Linked DNA regions of Bicyclus anynana: region 2 is linked to region 1. The links are chromatin contacts, called in public Hi-C maps. All regions are on one chromosome and are shown on one strand. The core of a region is the stretch at or near the end of the contact, and the rest is flanking DNA. Distances in the headings are between cores, read along the strand shown.

Region 1 (7,206 bases), core at 3,036-5,535:
CTGATGATGTAAGACCCTACCGCAATATTATTGAACTTTAAATGCTAACATTTTTCAATGGTATGCGGTGACTTGGAATTATTCTGCCTTAATATTTATTTAATGTTTTTAAGTTCGAAATAACTACACATTTCTAGGTAAAAAGTTCATATTAGAAATATAATAATGTCATTGTAAACAAAGAAAGGTTGCGTAAAATTCTAAAAATATAACTGTCACTATTAAAACACCTGTGCCATTTTAATTATTTTTAATATCATAATGAATTAAAATTGAAGCCATCTATACAATTATAATATTATTAAGAGATAGATTATACACAGACATATTAATAAGTAGACAGTTGATCTTCAATAGTTGGCAACAATAGACCCTTATGCTCTCGAAGTTGACCGACCGTGAGACAAAAGCCCAGCGCATTGAAACAAATGATTTTTATTGACTAATTGCTTCCCCTAACGCGGCGTATGATTAGTTGGAATTGCTTTTAATTTGATCAAATCGCTTGATGAGGCGGGCTTCCGTTCGGATTTAACGTGCCAGATTGAGTTTCGCGTCGCTTTTTTCATAAAACAATTAAAAGAATAAGCGCGCGGACGCTACTCGGTTCTCCAGAGGGCAAGGCATACTCAGTATACTCACTGAAAAATTCAAGAATTATTGAATTTCTTTCAGAAACTGTATTTTTACTATCAGCTACTTTTCTTAATTCTTTTCTATATCATAAGCATTACTTTGATTTTGATTATTTGATTATTATAAGGAGTAATAAAATTAGGACAGGAGTGCCATGAAAAATCTTAAATTTTGCATCGTTCGTTCGTTCGCATCGTTATGCACTTCGTATTTTTTACATTGTATAATTTTTAAATTATAGAAATAAAGGAATCATAGGAATGTGACTAACGATGTGTCAGTTTAATATTATATTTACGAGCCTTTCGTTATTTTGAGGACCGAAATGGCGTCTATGGAAACTTCCATGGAAGGTTCCTTGATATTTGTAAAATGGATTTTTGAAAATAGTGTTTTCTTACAACACATAGGTATAGAGCAAATCATAATATGTACTCGTATACAAGGCGTTGTCCCATCAGTAGGACATTAAAATAGGCTAATGAGAAAGATGATTATTATAATCACTGGGATCGACTGTTTAACCTGCTTATCGACATTTCTTAACTGGCGCAATTGATTGATCGCCATGATCGGAACTAGTCAACACCATACTTATCGTACAAGAAGTTTTTTAGCCAAGATGGTGACGGCTTGTAGCGCTAGAAAATCTCATACGGGTAAGGTTAAGTTTATAGATACAAATATTACGTGTAAAAAGCTATCGAGTGATACAAAACAAAACGCGCTTTAAAGCTAACGAAGCGGTTCTCTAAGACGAGTCCATTTCAAGAACGATAACATTAAAATAGATGATAGGGTTGTCGCGTCTTAATGAAATAATCTCAAGAATTATGAAACCGATTTTAAAAACATTAGAAATATTTTGAGCTTGTTTTTACAGTCTCTGCTTAAATAAAATTTTATAAATTGGTATTTAATGTACTTACTTATATAGGTAATAACAGTGTTCAAATCAAAAATTATATAAAGAATATGGAAATAGTAGTAGCTTTAAAATTAAGAAGGATTTGATAATGTTGTATGTAATTGATTTACCGCCAATCTGAAAGTCCTAAACTCAACCTGAATTCAAAATAATCAAAATTATTCCTAGATACCTAACTTAATGCCTATTTATTAAGATATAAATGATAACGTAACATAATAAAATATAACGAAAAATTATATTTCATTTTCTAAAACAGCCGATATAACTAATTCACATTTATACATTCAAGATTTTAAAATTGGAATACCGACAACCCTAGTGGACCGTGAGTCTGCCTTAATTACGAGTATTTTATTCGTCCGTCCAATTTCTTTATTTTATGGTTGGACAACAAATTAATATGTAAATGGGGATGCACGGTGGTCTCACGATGATTTCACTTGTCGATTAAAAATAATCGACTAAACCGTCCGACTTGTGATAACAGACTGAAAGTGATTCACTTAAAAGAGCACGACCGAACTTAATCAGGCTTGTATGGATGTGTAAATTTGTATGCACTTAGGATTAAGGATAGGTTTCTTTTAGAATTGATTAAGTCTAGTACTATGATATGATACTAATAATATCAATTCAACTAAGAATTCAAAAATCTGTTTTCCAAGTCTATTTTAATTCGTCGATATTATTTAATTATAATAGACAGGATACTTATAAACATATTGAGTAAAGCAACGAAAACAAAGTAAAAATATATTAGGTAACTATTTAATTAATTAATAAAAAAATCATGTTAAAATCGTAAGGCGACGGGATTTCTTTATTTAGTTAAAAAATTACAATAGGTATAATTTTAGTTATCGACAATCGATAACATTGTTTACGGCCCGCCCTACAGTGTCGGGTTCAGCTAACAAGCGAGAGATGGCGCCAGTCGGTTCGGTTCCGTTTCGACACGGACACAGATAATAAAATAATTGTTGAACGTTCGACTTAATAGAGACGTTACGTTTAACGGATTGCGCGTACAAAATATCGACAATTTTCGATTCGAGACGAGAACATCATAACACTCGACGTCGAGAATTAGGTACGTGTTAAATATGCAATTAAAATTTTTGGGATAGTCATGGAGTTTTTCTAGTTCTACTCGAATTAGTAAAGCAATACAATACCGCTGCCAACCATTTCGATAATCAGAATTTCGGATAGGAAGACAACTGTTATCGTCGAGTGCATTTGAACACCTAGACCTTAGGCTGTTTCTATAATTTTATTTTGTGCATAATTGTCTTACCCTGCATTTTTAATAAAATATTTTGGTCTCTGAAATAGTCCTGGGTAGGATAATTTTACCTACTCGTATATGTTATTTCGGCGGTAGGTACTTACTTGTACCTAAATGCTTAGGTACCTACCTACATTGTCTAGTCTAGACTCATCAAGCCAATTGAGGTAACCGCATCTAACTATAGTTCCCTTGATCACTCAGGTCGTGTCGGATTAATACCTATCATCCTATCGTACCTGACTAATACTCGAATGTATATAATTCATCAATTAATATCATGTATAATAAGCCTCAATAGCTCAACGGTAAGAGCGGTCGGACTCATCACCGAGGGGTGGTGGTTCAATCCTCACCCCGTTGGTCTATTGTCGTACCAATAGGTTTAGCACAGTCTTTTCCGACTAGTTGGAGGTGAATGGAAATATTGGTCATATTTAAAAAAAATTAGCAAATATTATTTAAAAAAAAAATATGTGCGTGAAAAGAGTGCACCAGTAGGTATGTGCGTGAAAAGTTTGCGCGTGCACATGTGAACATCTCCTGTGAGATAATTATTTTCTGGGTCTAGCACCCAAATCCGGTCCAGAAAGACTTACTCAAAAGATACCTATTATAACAAGATTTATTAAGACAAGGTACCAATTTTTCTATTCATTGGTCAACTAGGTAGCATAAAATATTTTTTATATCTAAACAGTATGCCAAAATTCGAGTAAGAGTTGGTAATTGGTAGTGCCAAGGTGTCGTTCTTTTGTCTACAAACTAATCAGGAAAAAATAAGAAAATATTTTAAAAGAGTTACTAATGACTTTCTTGGCTCCTCTCTCTCTCTATAGGCCTTACGAACTGCTAGTAGAGTCACTACAAACAAACAACTATACCTAGGTACATCATGCATTACCTACCTAGGTACCTATCAAAGCTAAAATAATTGAATGCAATTTTTTATACTTTAACTCTCTGTAAATGTGCAATATCTCGTTTAAAATTAGCCAATGTAAGTAAACTACCTATACATAAAGGTAAAACATTAAACTTGCAAAAACTCATATACCTACCTACCTAGATGGACAAAGTTGCAAGATATCTTTGTTGTAAGATAAATAGAAGGCAACAAAAATATATCTTCACAAACAGCTAGCAATGGCCAAGTAGATACGTGACTAGACACATATATTGGTCTCTTTCGATGTTTTTCTACTGATATAAATTCAATGTAATTTTAATTAAGTGAGAAAAGAAATAATAAAAATAATATTTCGCAATTATCCGAACGATGAATAGACGTATCGGATTTCATAACAGTTTTTTGTAATGAAATAAATATGCTTACAATGTAAAAAGAACTTGATACTTGAGCTATTCGTCTCTAGATGGCGTTAGTTGTATGCATACTTGATAATGTTCGCTCTCTTTTTACTTTACGATATCTCATCAGTTGAGTATGAAGTTTCTTATATCGTCATATCTATCTTATTAATATTTTCTAAGTATATTGAGAGATAATTAATATCTCTTTTTTGTGGTTAATATAGGGCGTTGTTGGGATTTTAGACGCCGTTTTGTAGACTACGAGGAGACGAACGTGAGTTTCATTTTAAAAATAGTTGTAATGAATGTGTTTCCGCTCGTTCGACTGCGATTGCAGTTGAGATCCTGAACGCGTAGCGTCTGCACTCCGCTGCCGACGGGCGTCGCCCGAACGTTCGCGCCAAATGGCTAATTCGCGCGGTAAACATACGCGCCATAAGTCATATTAACTAACCAATAAAGGCGGAGCCGAACGAACTGCACTTATCTCGCTCTAACAAACTAGAGAAACCCACTGCGACTGTTTGTTTTTCCTTTTACTTCCTTTGAAATCTTATTTTGAATTTTATACCTATAGGGGCGTGGATGCGGCGATGTTGCACATTATGTCGCTCGTTCCCTCCCGGGGAGTGCGCGACCGTCTCTTTCTTGCTTTTTGTGATTTTAATTCGCAGAACGGCATCGAGACGTGATTCGAGTCTATAGAAGTTTTTTATTGCAAATGTTCGGAATTTTGTTGGAAGGAAAGACGGGATTTCGGCAAAGTCCGGGCGCTTATCGATTGAATTCAAATATCGCTTTTATTCCGTTGTTCCGTCCCTGAGTCGGATGCAGCCTGCCGTAGCATCCGCGTTGTAATACGAACCCAACGCCAACTCGTTTGCTATTCTATTTCTGAATCTGTACACTCGAAGATGTTTCCTGTGCTTTGTGCATCCGCTAACAGCTAGTCTAGCCATAGATAACTTGGTTGACAAAATCTTTGTGGCCTGACCCAAGCCAATTTTACATGTTAATTGTAATATACGTACGATTAAATACATAGATACCTAGTATCTCTAATTTTACGTAAGGCTTTAATTCTTTATCCTGGATAAATATAAAAAATAAAAGAACCTCTTACGGGTATTTTTAGTCATGTCCAGATAAAGGAGCCATACCTACCTACTTAGGTATTACATTGCACCTACCTAATAAAAAAGGAAAAACTATATAAAAATACTATGTGCTACTAACCGACCGAAATTGCCTAGTTTTGATTTTTTATAGACGAGTAAGTATTCAAAATAAAATTGTGTTGTAGATTTAGGAGTCAAAAGGAAAAGACACACATTTAGACATATCTATGCTCATAAAACTATTTATTAAGTTGGTATCCTTCCGCATTTGGTAACGAAAATTAAATACTCAAAAGGCTAGAGTCCAGGGCTGTGAATAAATTTAAAAAAAAATAAACCAACGAGAAAACAGAGTGGATAGGTAGATGCGTACGCAAAGGTAAATAAAACGCATTAAATGCGTCGTTAACGCTTCCCATGGAAGTTGATCTCTTAACCTACTCCGTTTAGGACGTGTAAAATAAAAAGCTTATGGCGTTTTTTCTCCATGGTTGTTTTTCAAACCAGATTACGTCGGCCATAGGAGCCGCCGATGTGTCAATATTGACAGGGCCTGTTGACACGCAAACCGTCTTAGTCGGGGGCAAACAAAAGGGTTCACTAATGCCCTTTTTACCACAAAAAGCGTTGACAAACATGGGGGCACGAAGAAATGTCTGTGGTGATGTTTTTTTTTAATAGAGCCCGGTTGCTACACCTGCTGGTGAGTGATACAACCGGTGATCTACAGCGTTTGACACGGAGATTTATAATTTTAAAATAGTAAAGGTAAGCACTGGTTATTTGTAGGTATCTACTGCTCGCTGCTGGATGTAACTTAACATGAAAGTTGAATAGTCAAGTTTAGACAAAACTGATTTAAAATTAAATTATAAGATCATACAATTATATCTACGAAAACAAATCAAGCAATCGTATAAAAGTAAAAAAAAAAACGACAAACATAATAGGTACCTAATAATAGGCTTATACGGCTTATGGTTTAAGCACCAGATGAGCAATCAAAGACATTATGAATTAAGTTTTATATCCTCCTAACTTTAATTAGCCTTAAGATAAAGATTTTTACGTTTTAAATGTATGTAAAGATAATCATAGTCACTTGACTCTGCTCTTTCAATGACAATAAAAAAATTAGTAACTTTAAGCTTTATTTGAATGACAAAATACCTTTTACTAATTGCAAATAGATGGTCCTTGTAGCAAAATAGCATTAGGCAAAAATATGAAGGGAGAAATATGCCCTTAATAACTCCTTCAAAATGTTTGTTACAAGAGAAAGCTCAAATATATTTTCAAAATAAAATTCTTGAAAAGGTAGGTACTGGCTCGAAAAGTAATATATAGACAGACAATTGAATACCTACTCTCTCAACCATTTACACCATCAATAACAATAAACTAGATATGTAATAAAAAAGTACACAAAATTAACATTCACCATACACCTACTTACGTCTGTCAGTTCATGTCAAGATATAAAGAAAGAGATGGACTTACCACAAAACTAAATGGCAAAATAAATGTAAGAAGACAGAAGAAGAGATAGGTCGATGATATAATAAAAAACAGCAGGCAGAAACTAGATGCATATGGACAAATATGGAAAAGGATGGAGTAGGCTTTTACCCATGGGGGCCATATAATAAAATAACAGAAAAGAAATAATTTGTTATTAAAGATAACATTATTTATTGTACAACAGTTAAGTGAAAAATTAAGCTATGATAATAATAATAAGAACGTCTGTCAGTTTTGATAAAACGCTTTTGATTCATAAATAGATTCATTGATAAAATAAAATTGCATCAACATTAATTCATTCTACCTAAAACTACCAGTACAATATTACAGTCAATCAATCATTCGTAGTAATCGCCGTTAAGAATTTGATAAATTCAATCAACCTTTTTTTAAGT
Region 2 (7,206 bases), core at 2,168-4,667, 290 kb after region 1:
TTAAAAAATGTGACAAACTTACAAACTTACAAACTTTACCTCTTTATAATATTAGTATAGACTAACATTATACAGAGGAAAGATTTGATTGTTTATTTGCATTGAATAGGCTCTGAAACTACCTACTTACCCGATTTGAAAAATTCTTTAAGTAAACTGTTGGGAAGCTACACTATCCCCGAGTGCTATAAGTAGGATAAATTTTATCCCTGTATTCCTACGGGAACGGGAACCACGCGGGTAAAACCTGTAGCGTCTGCTAGAAATTTGTGCAATGATTTTGCAATAAAATAAAACAAAAGGATTTTATTTAAAATTTTTATTTTTAAAATAATGTACATATCAGCCTAAATTATATTAGTAGCGCCATCTAGTTGTGAGTAGCACTAATAAAGCTTAGAAGTAAAAAACGTTATAAGAAAAGTAAAAGCCAGTAACCCGCAGAAGGTCTACGCTTTAGACCATCTGGCAAATGAACGAGGTCATGAAGTAATAAGGCTCCCTCCATATCACTGTCAATATAACCCAATAGAATTAATTTGGGCACAAGTAAAGGGAGAAGTTGCGAAGAATAATAATACCTTCAAGATAGCAGATGTCGAAAATCACCTCCACCGAGCCATAGAAAATGTCACACGAGAAGACTGGGCCAAATGTGTTAGGCATGCCGAAGAACTTCAAAACAAAGATTTACAAAAAGCTCTAATTAGAGATCACGCGCCGCTTATAATAAATTTGGCAGAAGACGAAGATTCTGATGATGAAGACTCAGATGAAGATTAATTTTATTTAGTTAATAATTATATAATATGAAATATGTATTATATTAAATCAAATATTGTTAATTTTTTTAATTTTGTGAACAAGATACGATAATAAACTTTACTTATCGATAATATGTCTTTCATTGTTACACCCTTCACTAGACGGCTCCATAAGACCCATAAGTGCAAGCGAGATAGATATAGAGAAATGATTTATGGCCCTAAGACTCAGTTGTTAACGCGCGTACTATAGTCCTCGTTGTTCCAGTGATTAATTTAGGTTAGCTAGGTTCGAATCCTGGGTACGGATATAAAATATGAGTTTATCATTCTTCCTTAGAAATATTATTCTCAGTAATAAGCAGGAGTAGAGAAACTGGTGGTTTTAGACCTTCGTACCTAGCAGAGCACGTCGTTCAGTGGTCAAGATCAATATCACAATATCACAATCAGAATGGTGGGTCTAAGCTCTAAATTGCCTTTTCTATAGGGAAGCCTTAGATGTACTTAAGTAGGAAGGTATCCCTATGTAATGTACTTAATAGTGTACCTATTTTTGAAGTGAAACTTGGGGAGTACCTAAGCTGGTTACGAAAAGTGTAATCGGGCGAGGTGAACGGACGTTGAGAGAGAGCTATAGAAGTTTTACTTCAGTCGTCTGGTTTATAGCAGACTTGTTTATTCATATTATGGATATCAAATAGGTACTAGGTGGTTAATACGTTTGAAAATATTTAATTAATTATTGTTTCCATATCTATAATATTATTTACTGAACTATATTGCAAATAAAATTGCTATTGCTAATAAAAATTTAAGCTTTGTCTTGCACTCTAGCGCCGTATATTATTTCGGTTTTGAACTTTGGTAAGCCGCATGCGCACGCGCTTGCCACGAACCATTGTACGACGTAGTACTCTCAGTCTCTACTAGATGGCGCTTTCTCATAATATCTCGTAAAAATATCAAACAACCGCGTGCGGTCAAGTGCTTGTTGGGTGAATGCAGTGTAGGGTTCCGTATAACAGAAATACCCTTATAATGCATAAAATGCCGATAGCGATACGACATTTAGGGAAGGAACCCAATTTTTTTTTAAATATTTTCTTTTTACTACTAAACGTAAATAATATTATACTTAATCATGCCAAATTACAAGATATCCATGTAAGTACCTAAATAGGTACCTAGTCGGTGTCGAATCCGTGAGGTCTTGGATTCGATTTCCCGCCATCTACGAGTAACTTCCTATTATTATTAGTTACTTCGCAAACTACCTGCGTAGTTTCCGTTTCCGTAAGAATAAAATATAGTTTATGACACTCACGTACGTGGCTTCCTAGTGATAAAAGTATTTTCAAAATCGGTTTAGTATACAGAGATTATACCCCCTACACAAACTTTACCTCTTAATAATTATAGTATGACCTGTGATGACCTTTGGTTCCGGGACTTGGTCGCTAACTATGAGCCTCATAAGATGGCTCAGAGTCACACAGCGGGCGATGGAACGAGCTATGTTAGGAGTATCTCTGCGTGATCGAATCAGAAATGGGGAGATCCGCAGGAGAACCAAAGTCACCGACGTAGCTCAACAAGTTGCGAAGCTGAAGTGGCAATGGGCGGGGCACATAGTTCGAAGAGCCGATGGACGTTGGGGTCCCAAAGTGCTGGAATGGCGACCCCGCACTAGTAAGCGCAGTGTTGGCCGACCCCCCACCAGGTGGACTGACGACATCAAGCTAGTCGCAGGGATTCGCTGGATGCAGGTGGCTCAGTATCGTGATGTTTGGAAGTCTCTACAAAAGGCCTATGTCCTGCAGTAGACGTCCATCGGCTGATATGATGATGATGAATTATAGTATAGATTGAAAAGGTGATGTACCTATATCTACTACCTTATCAACTTTATCAATCTATCGGGCGCAAAGAATCCTGAAAATTTCACATAAATAATGGAAAAATGTACCTATTCATGGACGAAGTCACGGGTGTCTGTTAGTGCTAGGTTGGTACTTACAATTTTGTACTTAAAATTTAAAATTAAATTGTATCTAGAAATAACCAAAGAATCAAATGTAAGTTTTACAATATTTCTGGTTTAAGTCGTATCAATTAAATTAAACCTTTTTTTAAATTTACCTACTAATTAATAAAAATCTACATAAATAAGTTTATAGTATAAAATCCGTGATAGAGCCGTGTTAGCCGAGCTCCGATTCCGGAGCGTGTGGGTTCGAATCCGGTCCGGGGCATGCACCCCCGACTTTTCAGTTGTGTGCATTTTAAGAAATTAAATATCACGTGTCTCAATCGGTGAAGGAAAATATCGTGAGGAAACCTGCATACCAGAGAATTTTCTTAATTCTCTGCGTGTGTGAAGTCTGCCAATCCGCATTGGGCCAGCGTGGTGGACTATTGGCCTAATCCCTCTCATTCTGAGAGGAGACTCGAGCTCAGCAGTGAGCCGAATATGGGTTGATGACGAATAAAATCCTACCAAGGTAGCTATAGTATTCACTTTTTTATTTAATATGAAAATGATTTTGCTTTTGTTTTTATGATGTTATTAAACAATAACGCCAATGTCGCTAACACTCAAGGTCTATATAAATAAACGCTATCCACCCAGCCGGCTCAGTCGCACAAAACGGTGACCGTGTCACAGTGACCCGAGATATCAAGCTGATACGACAACATGGCCGTTATCATTGCGAGTGTACTATTTCTGCTCAGTGCACACGATGTGACGGCCAAGAGCGCGGCCGATTATGCAATGGAGAGAGCCAATCTACTTGCAGAAGAGTCCGAACTGCAAGTGGGAGGTAACATACGTCTTACCGACGAAGAAAACAAAGCGAACGACATCCTGATGCGCTACAAACACGACGAAGTCGACGACTCCTTCAACAATCCAAATCACTTCAATTTCTCGCGACACTACTTCACGTACAAAAATGATATCATCGATTCCAAAGTTTACCAAATCATCAGGAGAATGCCCAAAGGAGCCGCGCTTCATGTCCACAGTTCGTTAATACTGAGCGCTGATCGAATGCTCGAACTGACGTACCTGGACCATTTGTACGCATGTTTCGCGGACGGCGATTTAAAATTACACTTCTCCGAGCGCGTCCCCCAACAACCTTGTACATTTAAATGGCAACTGATCAGCGAATTGAGAAACAACACCGAAAACATTCAAGCGTTCGATGACAATCTAAAATCGCACTTCACAATGTATTCTGACAAAGAAAAAGACTATGAGGGAGATATTAATTACGTGTGGAAAAGGTTTGAAAAAGTGGTGAACGTTATCAAAGGCTTGGTAGAATACCGGCCCGCAGCAGAGAAATTCTTGTACGAGGCTTTGAAAGAATTTTACGAAGACAACGTTATGTATGTCGAACTGAGAAGTGGATTGAAAGCTTTGTACGAACTGAATGGCACTCGACACGACAAAGTGTATATGCCTCGACTGTATCACAGAGTAGCTAAACAATTCAAAGAAGATTATCCAGATTTTGTGGGCATCAAATTAATTGTAACAAAACAACGCAGTGCAGGGATTGATCAAATCAGAAACACCATAAATTTAGCTCGGATAGTTAAACAGGAGCTACCGGAAATGGTTGCCGGTTTCGATTTAGTTGGCCAGGAGGATTTGGGAAAACCGTTAATAGATCTCCTCCCGGTTCTGTCGGATGCTATGGAAGATTTGAATTTTTATTTCCACGGTGGAGAAACGAATTGGTTTGGAACTGTATCGGACGAGAATTTGGTGGACGCGATACTTTTGGGGTCCAAAAGGATAGGACATGGATACGCGTTGATTAAACACCCTTCGCTTATGGCTGCAGTGAGGAACAGAGATATAGCGATAGAAGTGAATGTGGTATCAAATGTGGTGTTATCATTAGTTTGTGACGTACGTAATCATCCGCTGGCTACGTATTTGGCTCTCGGAATGCCGGTTGTTTTGTCGAGTGACGATCCCGGTGCTTGGGGTGCGGATCCATTGTCTACTGACTATTACATCGCGTTCGTTGGTGTTGCCAGCAAAAAAGCAGATTTACGTATGTTAAAACAATTAGTTATTAACTCTATTAGATATAGTTCGTTAGATAATAAAAATAAATTAGACATGTACAGACTTTTACATAGGAAATGGAATGTTTTTATTGAGGATGTTATTAGAATATTTGGGTGATGGAATATTGTACATAGGTTTGAAGAAACAACGCTTAACTTAATTTTGTGAGTAATTTATGATCGTATTATAATGATTCAATTGTTTTGATAATAACTTATGTATCTGTTTAAAATATAGACAACTGTCTCGTTAAAAAAAATCATTTGAAATTGGGTATGACAAACAAAGTTATTAAGTTTCGTAATGTTTTTGGTGCACCTAGACCTGCTGATTTCTATAGAAGGTCGTTAGAAGGCCAATCAAGTCTTATTGTTATTTATGTTAGTGACCTTGTAGGTTTTCGTTTGTATTTTGAAACACTATTTTTGGATCTAACTACTAACTGCATATGTACCTTTACCTCTTCATCGCTAAAATAGTTCCCACCGCTATGTGTTACTATTGCTATCATTATGGGGTCAGGTGTCCCTCCTTACGGAAGAAAGGATATGGAACTTAGACCCACTACGCAGCTCCTAAGAGTATTAGCGGGCTTATACTTTATCATCATTATCAACGTATATTCGGCTCAGAATGAGAGGAGACTCGAGCTCAGCATTGAGCCAAATTTGGGTTGATAATGATGATTACAAAACAAAGTCCTGCACTGCCTCATCTTTTTCTAGACACGGTAGACTCAACATCTAGGCACAAACATATTATCATCATATCTATGGGTTTTACCAACAGCAGAGATTCATAAATAAGGTTAAATGTAAGTGATTGTCTCGTTGGTCCAGGCATCCCGGAGGTACAAGAATCGACTAAGAAACCAAAAAAAAACGCAAAAAACCAAACCAGCTCCTAGGAGTATTAGCGGGCTTATACTTTATCTTCATTATCAACGCATATTCGGCTCACTGCTGAGCTCGAATCTCCTCTCAGAATAAGAGGAGTTAGGCCAATAGTCCTAATATAGCAATAGTCGTATTGGCAGACTTCACACACGCAGAGAATTAAGAAAATTCTCAGGTATGTAGGTTTCCTAACGATGATTTTCCTTCACCATTTGAGACAGATGATATTTAATTTCTTAAAATGCACACAACTGAAAAGTTGGAGGTGCATGCCTCGAACCGGATTCAAACCCACACCCCCCGAAATCGGAGGCAGAGGTCATATCCACTGGGCTATCACGGCTTACTATACTCTTTAACGATCCCTATTAATATTATGACCGACCGTTTAACGTGCTCTTCAAGGCACAGGTCAGGAATGTAACATCACCAATTTCCCAAATGAGTATTTTTACTGACTTAGAAAAAAAATATATAATAAAAAAGCTCAGTATTTCATAGACCGACCCACGAGTCGATCTTAGGACCTCGTAATCCAAAGCCACATAGGCTAGCCACTGGACCGACCAGTGCCGGATTAAGGTAACTGTATGCCCTCAGCAATCTTCCTCGGTGTGTCCCTATCATACCCATCTTTGACGGCCTCCGTGGCGCAGTGGAATGCACGGTGGATTTACTTGACGGAGGTCCTGGGTTTGATCCATGGCTAAGCCGATTGAGGTTTTCTTAATTGGTCCAGGTCTGGCTGGTGGAAGACTTCAGCAATGGCTAGTTACCAGCCTACCGGCAAAAGCGCACCGCCAAGCGATTTAGAGTTCCGGTACGATGTCGTGTAGAAACCGAAAGGGGTGTGGGTCTTCATCCTCCTCCTAACAAGTTAGCCCGTTTCTATCTTAAATTGCATCATCACTTACCATCAGGTGAGATTGTAGTCAAGGGTTAACTTGTAATGAAGAAAAAAAATAGTGTTATAATGAAAAAAGATGTTATAATTTAAAACATGCGGATTTCGAAATTACTTTAACATTCGTGTTCGTTTTCAGTGGCATGCACACCATAGATGCAAAAATGCCCTGCCTACTCTGAAAACTCATTACAAACATGTATTGGAATTTTCCACTTTGTACCTATAGTGCATACCCTATTTAAGAACCCTGTGCACGCCACTGCTAATTTTTTGGTTTCTTGGTCGGTTCTGATGCCCCCGGGATGTCCAGAACAATTGCCTGAATAGCTTATAGGCCAATCCAGGGCTGGGACTCACGAGGCAATCACTTACATATTTTGACCTTATTCATCTCTCTCTGATGAATCTCTGCGCTATTGGTAAAACCCATAGATATTATGATACTACGTTTGTGCCTAGATGTTGAGAAAAAGATGACGCGGTACAGGACTTTGTTTTATAATGTTGTGATATACTTATAGACTATAGTGATAAGCTTAATTATTA

What was found. Hi-C and Micro-C count contacts between places; a contact is called where the count stands out from the background.
Region 2: a contact with region 1 is called in a Hi-C map of whole body, with 3 times the contacts expected there. The contact joins the promoter of LOC112048641 here to the enhancer-like site in region 1. A contact is called at or near these places in 2 of 2 Hi-C or Micro-C datasets (whole body and whole larva).

Annotation. Positions count from the first base shown.
Region 1 is chr8:13,997,891-14,005,096 of ilBicAnyn1.1, forward strand. All of the region lies in intron 5 of LOC112048640 (T-box transcription factor TBX3), which reads right to left. Among protein-coding and RNA genes, the nearest start is that of LOC112051554, 72 kb to the left of the region's middle. Within about 2 kb of position 4,286, at least 5 of the 8 cell types and tissues checked have open chromatin away from gene starts, as enhancers often do.
Region 2 is chr8:14,284,019-14,291,224 of ilBicAnyn1.1, forward strand. It overlaps LOC112048641 (adenosine deaminase 2-like), which reads left to right and starts at 3,418. Exons shown (of 1, transcript XM_024086269.2): 1 at 3,418-7,206. The coding sequence starts at 3,463. The coding sequence ends at 4,974.